Regions from separate parts of the Zea mays genome. Here region 2 is linked to region 1. Evidence: chromatin contacts called from public Hi-C data. All regions are on one chromosome and are shown on one strand. Each heading gives the region's core, a stretch centred on a gene start, on an enhancer-like site or on the middle of the called end of the contact. The rest is flanking DNA. Distances are from core to core; before and after follow the strand shown. Region 1 holds the start of LOC542019 (MADS16). Region 2 holds the start of LOC103650921 (probable pectinesterase/pectinesterase inhibitor 51).

The links. Hi-C and Micro-C count contacts between places; a contact is called where the count stands out from the background.
Region 2: a contact with region 1 is called in a Hi-C map of tassel, with 2.2 times the contacts expected there. The contact joins the promoter of LOC103650921 here to the promoter of LOC542019 in region 1. A contact is called at or near these places in 2 of 25 Hi-C or Micro-C datasets (leaf and tassel).

What each region holds. Positions count from the first base shown.
Region 1 is chr3:176,071,720-176,077,643 of Zm-B73-REFERENCE-NAM-5.0, reverse strand. It overlaps LOC542019 (MADS16), which reads right to left and starts at 2,722. Exons shown (of 7, transcript NM_001111666.1): 1 at 2,439-2,722; 2 at 1,751-1,817; 3 at 1,564-1,625; 4 at 1,292-1,391; 5 at 1,163-1,192; 6 at 1,002-1,046; 7 at 335-750. The coding sequence starts at 2,626. The coding sequence ends at 613.
Region 2 is chr3:176,608,147-176,614,091 of Zm-B73-REFERENCE-NAM-5.0, reverse strand. LOC103650921 (probable pectinesterase/pectinesterase inhibitor 51) reads right to left here and starts at 1,889. Exons shown (of 2, transcript NM_001346721.1): 1 at 776-1,889. The coding sequence starts at 1,754.

The sequences.
Region 1 (5,924 bases), core at 1,473-3,972:
GTGGCAAGCAGGTGTTGTCGGGATCCTGTGCGCCCACGTCACGGTGGTGTTCTGCCCGAGCATGCCGGAGGCACTGAGTATGCTGGAGGGGGGCATGGACGTGTTCCCGGCCTGCTGGACCGGCCGCAACCGCTCGGCCAGAGGATTGCGTTCGACGAAGGCGAAACCAATTTCAGCGCTTCATCGATCCTGAGCGGCGGCGGCCCATTCGTGGACTTCGGAGACATGCTCAGGTCTGCACGACGGCAGCGGCGACAAATGGATGTATATCCCTTCATATGTAACGTGTAGTGAAAATCCAAATACGTGCCATTGACAGTTCGACACAAATACTACACATTATGGTTTGACCCACTCACATAAACTATTCACTGTCCGGCAGATCATACGGTACCAATTAAGTTACTCACGGTGCAGAGTTCCGCTGCTCTGGCAGAGAGAGAGAGAGATGCACGACATCGGCACGTCATGCGACCGACACTGACACACATTATACGTTCATCCAAACATACCGGAAAGATAAAGATACAGTTGCCAGCGCACGAGGGCATACAAGCCAGCGGTGGTGGCTGGGTGAAATCCTCGGCGAGTGGAACGAGGGCATCCAGCAGTCTAATTGTTCTCCTGCAAGTTGGGATGGCTGGGCTGCACGCGGAAGGTGATTGGCATCTGGGCCGCCAGGTCCCGGTCAGGATGGTAACCCAGCTCAAGCTCTCTCATGCTGCCGCTCAGCGCGATATCTTGCTGGTGCTGCAGACAACCAAGGAAAACGGTGGCTTAGGCAAGCATTCTAAGTGTCAGACAGTTAAACAGCAGTAAAGCGGTAACTAGAGAATTAACTTGGTCTCTGAAAACTGTATGTCTGTATGCGGCACGCGTGATTTAAGCATCAAAGTAAAGGTAGTCTTAAATTCCAAAATGTTTTTTTCAGAGTGACGGAGTGGTCAGCCTTTTCAAGTACAAATTCAGCTCGCGGGATTCAACTCTGCAAGGACACTTACGAGTTTGAAGGCCAGCAATTTGTTCTCGTCTTCCATCATCTTAGTCTACAACAAACCAACAAGCAACAAAGCAGTGGATGAGGGAAAGAACTGAAAAGAACCATACACATGTTCAAATAAAATTCACAAGTACAGAATCATTAGCCAGATTACGGTCGTACGTTTGTCACACGCCTTTCCCAGTGCTCCATCTGCATCAGCAAAGCAACCGATATCAGAAATTAGTACACGGATGGCAATACCTGCAGCGTCAACCGCATTGATATCGACTGACTGGGTGGATTTGTTACCAGTTTCTCATTCAGGTTCGTCAGTCCATTATCAAGTGCCTCCTCGATCATGATCAGGTCTTTGGGTTGCAGCGAGTTTAGATCTTCACCTTTCAGGTGCCTGTACCATTAATAGGAGGAACTGAAGAGTTAATTTCCACAAAAAAAAGACCAATTATTCTAGCTTAAAATAACTATGAGGCCGCACTTTCTCTTTAAATAGAAACTTGATATGAAGATGGAAATTTTCCAAAAACAAAGAGTGGACAATTTATTCAAGTTTAAGCATTCACCTGAGCTCGATCTGCATGGTGTCGTTCTCTTTCTTTATACGGTCAATCTCTGCACTAAGGCTCTGAAACGGTTCGTGTGCGCATCAAATAGTCAGTCAGTATGTTCAACAAATTTAGGAGGCCAGCAAACTGATTGTTAAGCTCTATAGAAGAGGGGTTTCCGTTGTGTCCGGAGACCAAATATCACCTTGTGCTTCTCACCCCACAGTATCTTTCCAGAGTTGGTCTGGTACTTCTCCAGGATTTTTGATAGCCTACGTCATACCAGAATGGCATCAGTCACAGATAGAGGCGTGAGTGTTGCTAGTGTGTCGGTTCAACATCAGATACAGAACGCCAGTCATAACTATTTTAATAAAGAGAGGTATAGGTGGTTTACCTATACAAATAGAAAAAATATATACTTTAAACCGACAAGAAGCCACTCAGGCAAAAAAAAAAAAAAAAAAAAAAATTCCTAGACCTCATATAAGGTCGTTCTTGAGAAATAGACAAGAACAGTCACAGTACCGGCAAAAATCTTAATCCTGCACCTAATTGCACTGTCTGTTCCCCTATCCGAACCAACTTAAAATTCCATAGTAGTCACAGTAATGGAAAATATAACAGTATCCAAATCCAACCAAAAATAGAACAGTGCAGAGCAGACTAAGGGGGAGTTTGGTTTCGATTAATTTTTAGTCCCCCGTTTTATTTTATTTTAGTCTCTAAATTGTCAAATACAAAACTAAAAGTCTATTTTAGTTTCAAATGGATTAGTCGCCCCGATATAGATCCTTTCTCTAGTCCGGCAAAACCCGGAACAATATACTATGGCACAGCGAAAAGATAAACAGACACCGCAAGCAAACCAGGGAGTAGGAAACGGCACGCACGATGTCTTCGGGGAGCAGTAGTCGTAAAGCTTGCCGGCGCTGGAGAAGACGACGACGCCGACCTCGGCGTCGCAGAGCACGCTGATCTCCCGCGCCTTCTTGAGGATCCCGTTGCGGCGCTTGGAGAAGGTCACCTGGCGGTTGGTGGAGTTCTCGATCCGCTTGATCTCGATCTTGCCGCGCCCCATCTTTGTTCCCCTTCTCTCCTCCTGCGACTTCCCAAGGAAGGCTCGCCTCTTCTCCCCTTCCTGAGCAGGAGCCTGGAGCCGCTCGGTTGGTGGTGGTGCCGGTGCGGTGTGGTGTAGTTGGGAGGGGCGGTGGTGGTGGGAGGGGAGGAGTAAAGAGGATCGCCATGGCAGGAAGAGGAATGGCGATGAGGGGGGCTTTCGGGTTTGTTCAGAGGCGCGCGCCGGAAACGGCAAAATGGCCTGTATGCTTTGCGTCCGCGGGGCAACTTGGCTTCACCTCGCTGTCCGGTTGGGGTTGATGGCAAAGCCGAAAGCAGGGGAAGAGGTACTGTACTTGGTGCGGTATAATGGCGTTGTGTACTTCCATGGCCTCGTGTCGTGTCGTGTCGACGACTTTGAGAATGACGAGATTGACAAGACAATAAAAGAATATGATAAATTTATCATATATTTAAAGATTTAAACTTGAACACGAGCGTATGAAAAACGATTACCCACGTGATTGAACTCTGAATTATGGTTTTTGTTAGGCATTAACTCTAACTAAGGATGGCAATGAATCATGATCCAAATATTTATTTATAATTTGTTTGAGCTTTAAATTAATTTAGTTTAAAACTAAATATAAATAGAGTTGGATTCTAATCTGATCTTTAAATTATATAGTATAAAGTTTAGAGCTCCTTATCATCTCTAAGATCAACTTCAATAGTTCTCTAAACAACTCACTAAATTTTGAATTTAAGAAGTAAACAAAAAAATTGTTCTCCAATAGTTCTCTAAATAAACTTACTAAATGTAGTTACTAATGTAGCAATTGTATGTCTAGATAGCCACTCTGCGTGCCAGTTGGCGCTATTTTTTCAAACACCGTCGTCCGGGAGATGGAAACTGTCAACAGGAAAGGAAATCTCATCAGATCTTCAATGGTTTCATGTGTAGGACACTTAAGTTTCTATATTGAAGTTCTAAGATTTCATGTGTAGGGCACTTAGGTTTCTGCACATAGTGCGTGACAACTTTCTCGAAACAGCCTCAAATTTTTTACCATAGGCTCTACATATGATACCATGGCATGTGGATAAATTTCATGATTTTCTGACTTTGCTTATATTTTATACAATTTTAAAACAGTTGGATGACAAGTTCACGGTCATGTTTCGTGAGCATGGTGCTCGACAATTCCGATATGTTCCTAAAATAGGCCGTAACTTGTGCTAAATAACATGAATAGCATTTTTCACTAGTAGAAAAAGGCTCAAAACCTGCGGTGCGGTATATTTTTATAGGCGGATTCGGTTATCAACCGCCTATGCTATCTTTAGTGGCGGTTTCTTAAGAAAACCGCCACTAGAAATCGTATTTCTAGAGGCGGTTCCTTATGAAAACCGTCTGTAGAAATCCATGATTTCTAGTGGCGATTTTTTTAAGAACCCGCCTGTAGAAATCGATTTCTAGTGGCGGTTTTCTTAAGGAACCGCCACTAGAAATCATTTTTATCCTTAATTTTTCGAGTTTTTCAAACGACATCGTATGACAAAACCATCAAAATAAAAGTTGTAGATTTCTAAAAGTTATAAAATTTTGTAGTTGACAACTTTTTTATTTGAAATCATTTCGGCTCTAAAAATTGTATCTAAATTTGTTAAATTTAAAATTCAAATTTTGCAAACGACCTCGGATGAAAAAATGTCAAAATGAAAGTTTTAGAACTTCAAAAATTATTCAACTTTGTAGTTGACAACTGCTTTATTTGAATTCGTTTACGGTCTCAAACAAGCAATTTACACTCAGTTGGTTGTAATATGTGGGCAACAAAACTAAAAACTAGACACAAAACATGTCATAGCCGGAGTGATAGAGGAGGGTAAGCATGAGGGTGAGGTCAGTGGTTCGATTCCTAACAACCGCGTAGTGCACAAAAAATTCCGCGACTTGCGACTTCGACGAAGATAGACAGGTGGGGGTGGGTGGGCCGCGAGGCCTGCCTAATAAAAATATTTTTCTTGCTATTTTTAAAATCCGTTTTATGTTTCTTGGAAACGATTTTCATTGGCGGTTTTATTACACCGACCGTCGGTGAAAATCGATTTTCGACTTCGACGAAGACAGACAGGTGGGGGTGGGTGGGCCGCGAGGCCTCCCTAATAAAAATATTTTTCTTGCTATTTTTAAAATCCGTTTTATGTTTCCTGGAAACGATTTTCATTGGCGGTTTTATTACACCGACCGTCAGTGAAAATCGATTTTCGGTTCTCAGTTACCCGCCTATAAAAATGATAATTTCTACTGGCCCCTAGCACTAGCGGTTACGAAAAACGTCACTGTAAATAGGTTTACAACCGCCACTATAGAGCTTATCTGTACTAGTGTTTGTATTCATAGTTTTCTATTTTCGAGTGACTTGCAGTTCAAATCTAAATTATTCGAAGGAATTCAATTAAACGAACAAAATCTAATAGGTATAGCAAAAAAGTTTATAACTGTGCCAAATTTGAACATGTAGATCTACATAGTGTAGGAACACACCACAAAAAGTTTGGTGCAAAAAGAAAAGAATAAAAACATACTTTGCCGAGTGTCAAAGGAAGACACACGTCAAAGTATTCTTTGTCGAGTGTCGGTCGGGGGACGATCGGCAAAGTTTTTTTTTTAAAAAAATAAAACATTTTTTACTGAGTGCTTGTCAGTGGACGCTCGGCTAATAATTCATTGCCGAGTGTCAGATCCAGGACACTCCGCAAAAAAATTAAAATAAAAACAACTTTGTTGAGTGCGAGATCGCGAACACTTGGCAAAGAACGTTACATTAATAGACCAGCGCGGGCCCTCTCCTTCTCCTTTCACTCTCTCACTCACCGCACGCCACAGAGCGCTGCCGCCTCGGTCGCTGCCTCTGTCAGCGCCCCGTCGCCTCGGTCGCCGTGCCACGCCACCTCCATCGTCGCCCCGCGCCACCATCATCGTCGTCGGACTCGAGCCATGTGACTCCACGCCCCGCGCCGCCATTTAGCCAGCACCGGAACCAAGCTCTCTCCTAATCCGCGCTTCGTTCCCTACACAGGTGAGAACCTCTCTTGTCATCTAGACTTGTGATGTAGTGATATGAGGGTAGAACCTTACTAGAATAAAGATTGACAGTGTCGGGGAGGAAATCTCCGGCCGGGTGGCAGAATGCACCCGCCCTAAATCCTTAGATGAGGAGGGGCCTAAGTGTTTTGCCTGTTAGGTGGAAACGGGAAGAACACAAGAACACACAAGGGTTTAGAATGGTTCGGGCCGCCGGAGCGTAATACCT
Region 2 (5,945 bases), core at 640-3,139, 540 kb before region 1:
CTGGACTGAACAGGCTCGTGAGTCGACGCTACGGCGCATTGTCTCTTCCCGTCACGGACCACATGCTCTGCTGGCCACACACTACACTGTTGAGCTTGCTACTGTTGGAAAGTGAATCCATTTGAATTTGCCTGTAGCAATGATTGGCTATCATGAAATGGATTTGTTGGTAGAGATTTAGGTGGTGTTTGGCTCGCCTAAATGGATTACATGGTAACAGATAACAATACATACTTTTGTTTAGTTGAGCTCTTTCAATTAATACTATGTACTACTATCCAATCTAATTATAACTAGTAACCATTACCGCCGGTAGGAGATCCTATTACCATTTCTCCTTAACAAGGTCTTAACCAAACATCACCAAATTTGCTCACATTGTAGCAAATATCTTAGGCAGATTAATTGGTGGACACAGATACTAGATGCGCTGCTTCTCTGTTTGGAGGGCTAGGCAAATGTTGTGTTCACATCACTTTAGTACCAAATGTTGTCCCAGCTGCCTAATTTAAAAATAAAAAAAGGAAAACAAACACTAGCAGTGTGCGCTATGGCCTAAATAAGGCTCCCGGTAACCAACCGCAACATCTAATCCAGAGAAATCGTTTAATGCTCCAGCTCCAGTCACGGGATGGCATTGATTCCACGCAAGCACACGCGTAGGCGTACGACGCCGCGTTCGTTCATCAGTGTAGAGTGTACACGTACGTTGACGCAGCAAGCGGGGACTCGGCCAAAAAAAAGAAGGTGCGGAAGTACTCGTGTTTATACGCACCTACGGTGGCGGTGTTGAAGGTGGACACGCCGGACGTGTCAGCGTTGAGATCGCCAGTGATGACCGTCTTCCCCATGCCGTCGCCAACGAGGACCACGTTGGTCTTCTCCCACGGCACGCTCACCGTCTCCCTGTACGCCCCCTCCTTCACGTGCACCACGAACGCGCCGTCGCCGTAGTCCGGCGCGGCCGCCACCGCCTCCCGCACCGTCCTGTAGTCGCACCCGGCGCCGCACACCGTCGCGTTCGCCGGCAGGCCCTTGGGCACGCCGAGCGCGTCCACGTCGGCACCCGAGCTCGCGGCGGGCGGGGGCCAGTACCCGTCGCGCTCCGTCTGCGGGGGCCGCCAGAGGGACGTCTCGTCGCCGTACCGCTGCCGCGCGGCGAGCATGGAGATGTAGTTGCTGTTCACGGTGATGGTGTCGTCGAGGTAGGCCATGGCGTCGGAGATGGTGCGGGAGAAGTTGACGTACTTGTACGCGGACCAGCAGTCGTAGAGGTGGAGCAGCGCCGTGGAGGCGGAGAGCAGCGGCGGCGCCGAGGGGGACGGCGAGAGGCGGCGGGAGGAGAGCGCGAGGAACGTGAGGCAGTTGGTGGCGGCGTTGGAGAGGTTCACGTTGGAGGAGGACGCCAGCACGGACTTGGCCGTGGAGACGGCGGGCGGGAGGCGGGCGCGGAGCGCCGAGAGCGTCGCGGCGAGGAGGTCGGCGGTGGAGGCATCGGGCGCGGCGCCGGAGAGCGTGGAGACGCAGGCCGGCTGGAACCGGGTGGCGTTGCAGGCCAGGAGCACCGCTAGCGGCGCGGAGGAGGGTGCTGGGGACGGGGACGGGGACGGAGAAGCGGGTGGGGTGCTGTGATGGTGGTGGTGGGAGCAGAGGGAGACGGGGAGATGGAAGAGGAGGAGGAGGAGGAGGAGGGGAAGGAGTCCAACTGCAGGAGGCATTGCTGATGGTTGGACGGCGTTGTGTGGGCGCCGCATGACCGAGAGGAGCAGAGCCGCTCTGCTTCTCGCTACTGACTCTGACTCAGCGGCGGCCGAGTGGTTAAATTGCGGATGGAGATGGCGACGGTTGGAGACGGGAAGGGTTCGATGGGGAGCTTGTGATGGGTGCAAATATAACGGAAATTAGGGAGGAAAGCATTCACGTCTCCAGAAGCGAATAGTTCCCGATGATTTCTAACTTTTTCTCACCAGGGGCGTGCTTATAAAGTGCAACGACAACCAAAGCTTCACGGGGTAACATGCGTCGTGGATGAGTTATTTGCTTCTTTTTCCCATCAAATATGCGGGCATTTAACTATTTGCTATCTCACGAAATCTTCTCAATCATGTGTCCCTGACAAATGAGTCACTGGTATGGCAAAAGATTTGCCATCCACCTTCAAAAAGTGATAAATAGTTAATTTTTTCTCAAATATGGGACTCGTCAGAATATTCTCGTTTTTATGAGCTTTGCTCATATCATATGCTTTTTAAACTGTGCACTCCTGCTAAAATCTCTATATGATCGTATTGTGGGCGTCCACACCATCACTATGCCCCCGCCACACTCCCCACACGCGGCGCCTCCATCACGCCATCACCGCTCTTCCCCACGCGATCTCGTTCCTCACGCCTGCGCCACCATCCCGCTATCATCGCTCACCCGAGCCATCACACCATCACCGCCCTTCCCCACGCGATCCCCTTCCCCATGCACTGCGCCACCATCCTGCCATTAACGCCGCAATCCCCACGGTGCAAGGAGCGATCGTGAAGGTCACCCCAAATCTGCCTTGCCCCCCGACCGGCCTCGCAATCCCTCCATCATCCAATCCAACGATGTTGGCACCCTTCAGTCGGCCCAAATCGACACCTCAATAAACTTCGAATCGCGGGCCTCGAGCTGGCGAGAATCGGCGCCATTGGTGGCTTAAGATCAGCTTTGCGCCCATGTTTGTTGTACACGTTGCGGCCATGCCGAGCATCAAGCTCGGCCTCTCGCAGGACAGCCACATCGGTGGGCTCTCAAAGGGAATTAGGCTTACACCTAGTTCCTAAATAATTTTGGTGGTTGAATTGCTCAACACAAATCTTTGGACTAACTAGTTTGCTCTAGTGTATAAGTTATACAGGTGTCAAAGGTTCACACTTAGTCAATAAAAAGATCAAATTTTGGATTCAACAAAGGAGCAAAGTGGGAACCGAAGGCCCTCTGGTCTGGGAGCACCGGACTGTCCGGTGTACACCGGACAGTGTCCGGTGAACCACCGGACAGTGTCCGGTGCACCAGAGGACTCCAGCTCAAACTCATCACCTTCGGGAATTTCCAGAGGCACTCGCGCTATAATTCACCGGACTGTCCGGTGTACACCGGACAGTGTCCGGTGCGCCATGGAGAAGCGGCCTCAGGAACTCGCGAGCTTCGGGAAACTCCAACGGCTAGTCCACTATAATTCACCGGACTGTCCGGTGTGCACCGGACTGTCCGGTGCGACTCCGGAGCAACGGCTACCTCCGCACCAACGGCTCTCTGCGGTGCAATAAATGCGCGCGCAGCGCGCGCAGATGGCAGGCGTGCCCATACTGGCACACCGGACAAGGAACAGTAGATGTCCGGTGTGCACCGGACACCCAGGCGGGCCCACAAGTCAGAAGCTCCAACGGTCAGAATCCAACGGCAGTGATGACGTGGCAGGGGGCACCGGACTGTCCGGTGTGCACCGGACTGTCCGGTGCGCCATCGAGCAGACAGCCTCCCAACGGCCACTTTTGGTGGTTGGGGCTATAAATACCCCAACCACCCCACCATTCATTGCATCCAAGTTTTTCCACTTCCCAACTACTACAAGAGCCCTAGCATTCAATTCTAGACACACCAAAGAGATCAAATCCTCTCCAAACTCCACACAACGCCATAGTGATTAGAGAGAGTGATTTGCTTGTGTTCTTTCGAGCTCTTGCGCTTGGATTGCTTTCTTCTTTCTTGATCCTTTCTTTGCAATCAAACTCACTTGTAATTGAGGCAAGAGACACCAATCTTGTGGTGGTCCTTGCGGGAACTTTGTGTTCCAAGTGATTGAGAAGAGAAAGCTCACTCGATCCGTGGATCGTTTGAGAGAGGGAAGGGTTGAAAGAGACCCGGCCTTTGTGGCCTCCTCAACGGGGAGTAGGTTTGCAAGAACCGAACCTCGGTAAAACAAATCTCCGTGTCTCACTTGCTTATTCACTTGGGATTTGTTTTGCGCCCTCTCTTGCGGACTCGTTTCTTATTACTAACGCTAACCCTGACTTGTAGTTGTGTTTATATTTGTAAATTTCAGTTTCGCCCTATTCACCCCCCTCTAGGCGACTTTCAATTGGTATCAAAGCCCGGTGCTTCATTAGAGCCTAACCGCTCGAAGTGATGTCGGGAGATCACGCCAAGAAGGAGATGGAGACCGGCGAAAAGCCCACTACAAGCCACGGGAGCACTTCATCGGAAGAGTCCCGCACCAAGAGGAAGGAGAAGAAGGACTCCTCCAAACGGAAGGAGAAAAAGTCTTCCTCCTCTCACCACAAAGAGAAGAAGGAAAAATCTTCTTCCCACAAGCCGCATCGGAAAGGCGACAAACACAAGAGGATGAGGAAGGTGGTCTACTACGAGACCGACACTTCATCAACATCGACCTCCGACTCCGATGCGCCCTCCGTCACTTCTAAGCGCCAAGAGCGCAAGAAGTATAGTAAGATCCCTCTACGCTACCCTCGCATTTCCAAACATACACCTTTACTTTCCGTCCCATTAGGCAAACCACCAACTTTTGATGGTGAAGATTACGCTAGGTGGAGCGATTTAATGCGATTTCATCTAACCTCGCTCCACAAAAGCATATGGGATGTTGTTGAGTTTGGTGCGCAGGTACCATCCGTAGGGGATGAGAACTATGATGAGGATGAGGTGGCCCAAATCGAGCACTTCAACTCTCAAGCAACAACAATACTCCTAGCCTCTTTGAGTAGAGAGGAGTATAACAAAGTTCAAGGGTTGAAGAACGCAAAGGAGATTTGGGATTTACTCAAGACCGCGCATGAAGGTGATGAGCTCACCAAGATCACCAAGCGGGAAACGATTGAGGGGGAGCTCGGTCGGTTCCGGCTTCGCAAAGGGGAGGAGCCACAACACATGTACAATCGGCTCAAGACCTTGGTGAACCAAGTGCGCAACCTCGGGAGCGTAAAGTGGGATGACCACGAGGTGGTTAAGGTTATTCTAAGATCTCTTATTTTCCTTAACCCTACTCAAGTTCAATTAATTCGTGGTAATCCTAGATATACTAAAATGACCCCCGAAGAAGTTATCGGGAATTTTGTAAGTTTTGAGTGCATGATCGAAGGCTCGAGGAAGATCAACGAGCTTGATGATGCCACCACATCCGAAGCTCAACCCGTTGCATTCAAGGCAACGGAGGAGAAGAAGGAGGAGTCTACGCCAAGTCGACAACCAATAGACGCCTCCAAGCTCGACAATGAGGAAATGGCGCTCGTCATCAAGAGCTTCCGCCAAATCCTCAAGCAAAGGAAGGGGAAGGACTACAAGTCCCGCTCTAAGAAGGTTTGCTACAAGTGTGGTAAGCCCGGTCACTTTATTGCTAAATGTCCTATATCTAGTGACAGTGACCGAGGTGACCACAAGAAGGGGAGGAGAAAGGAGAAGAAGAGGTACTACAAGAAGAAGGGCGGTGATGCGCATGTTTGTCGGGAGTGGGACTCCGACGAAAGCTCAAGCGATTCCTCCGACGACGAGGACGCCGCCAACATCGCCGTCACCAAGGGACTCCTCTTCCCCAACGTCGGCCACAAGTGCCTCATGGCAAAGGACGGCAAACGGAAGAAGGTTAAATCTAACTCCTCCACTAAATATGAATCTTCTAGTGATGATAATGTTAGTGATGAGGAGGATAATTTGCGTGTTCTCTTTGCCAATCTTAACATGGAGCAAAAAGAAAAATTAAATGAATTGATTAGTGCTATTCATGAAAAGGATGACCTTTTGGACTCCCAAGAGGATTGTCTAATTAAAGAAAACAAGAAACATGTTAAGGTTAAAAATGCTTACGCTCTACAAGTTGAAAAATGTGAAAAACTGTCTAGTGAGCTAAGCACTTGCCGTGAGATGATTGACAACCTTAGAAATGAAAATGCTAGTTT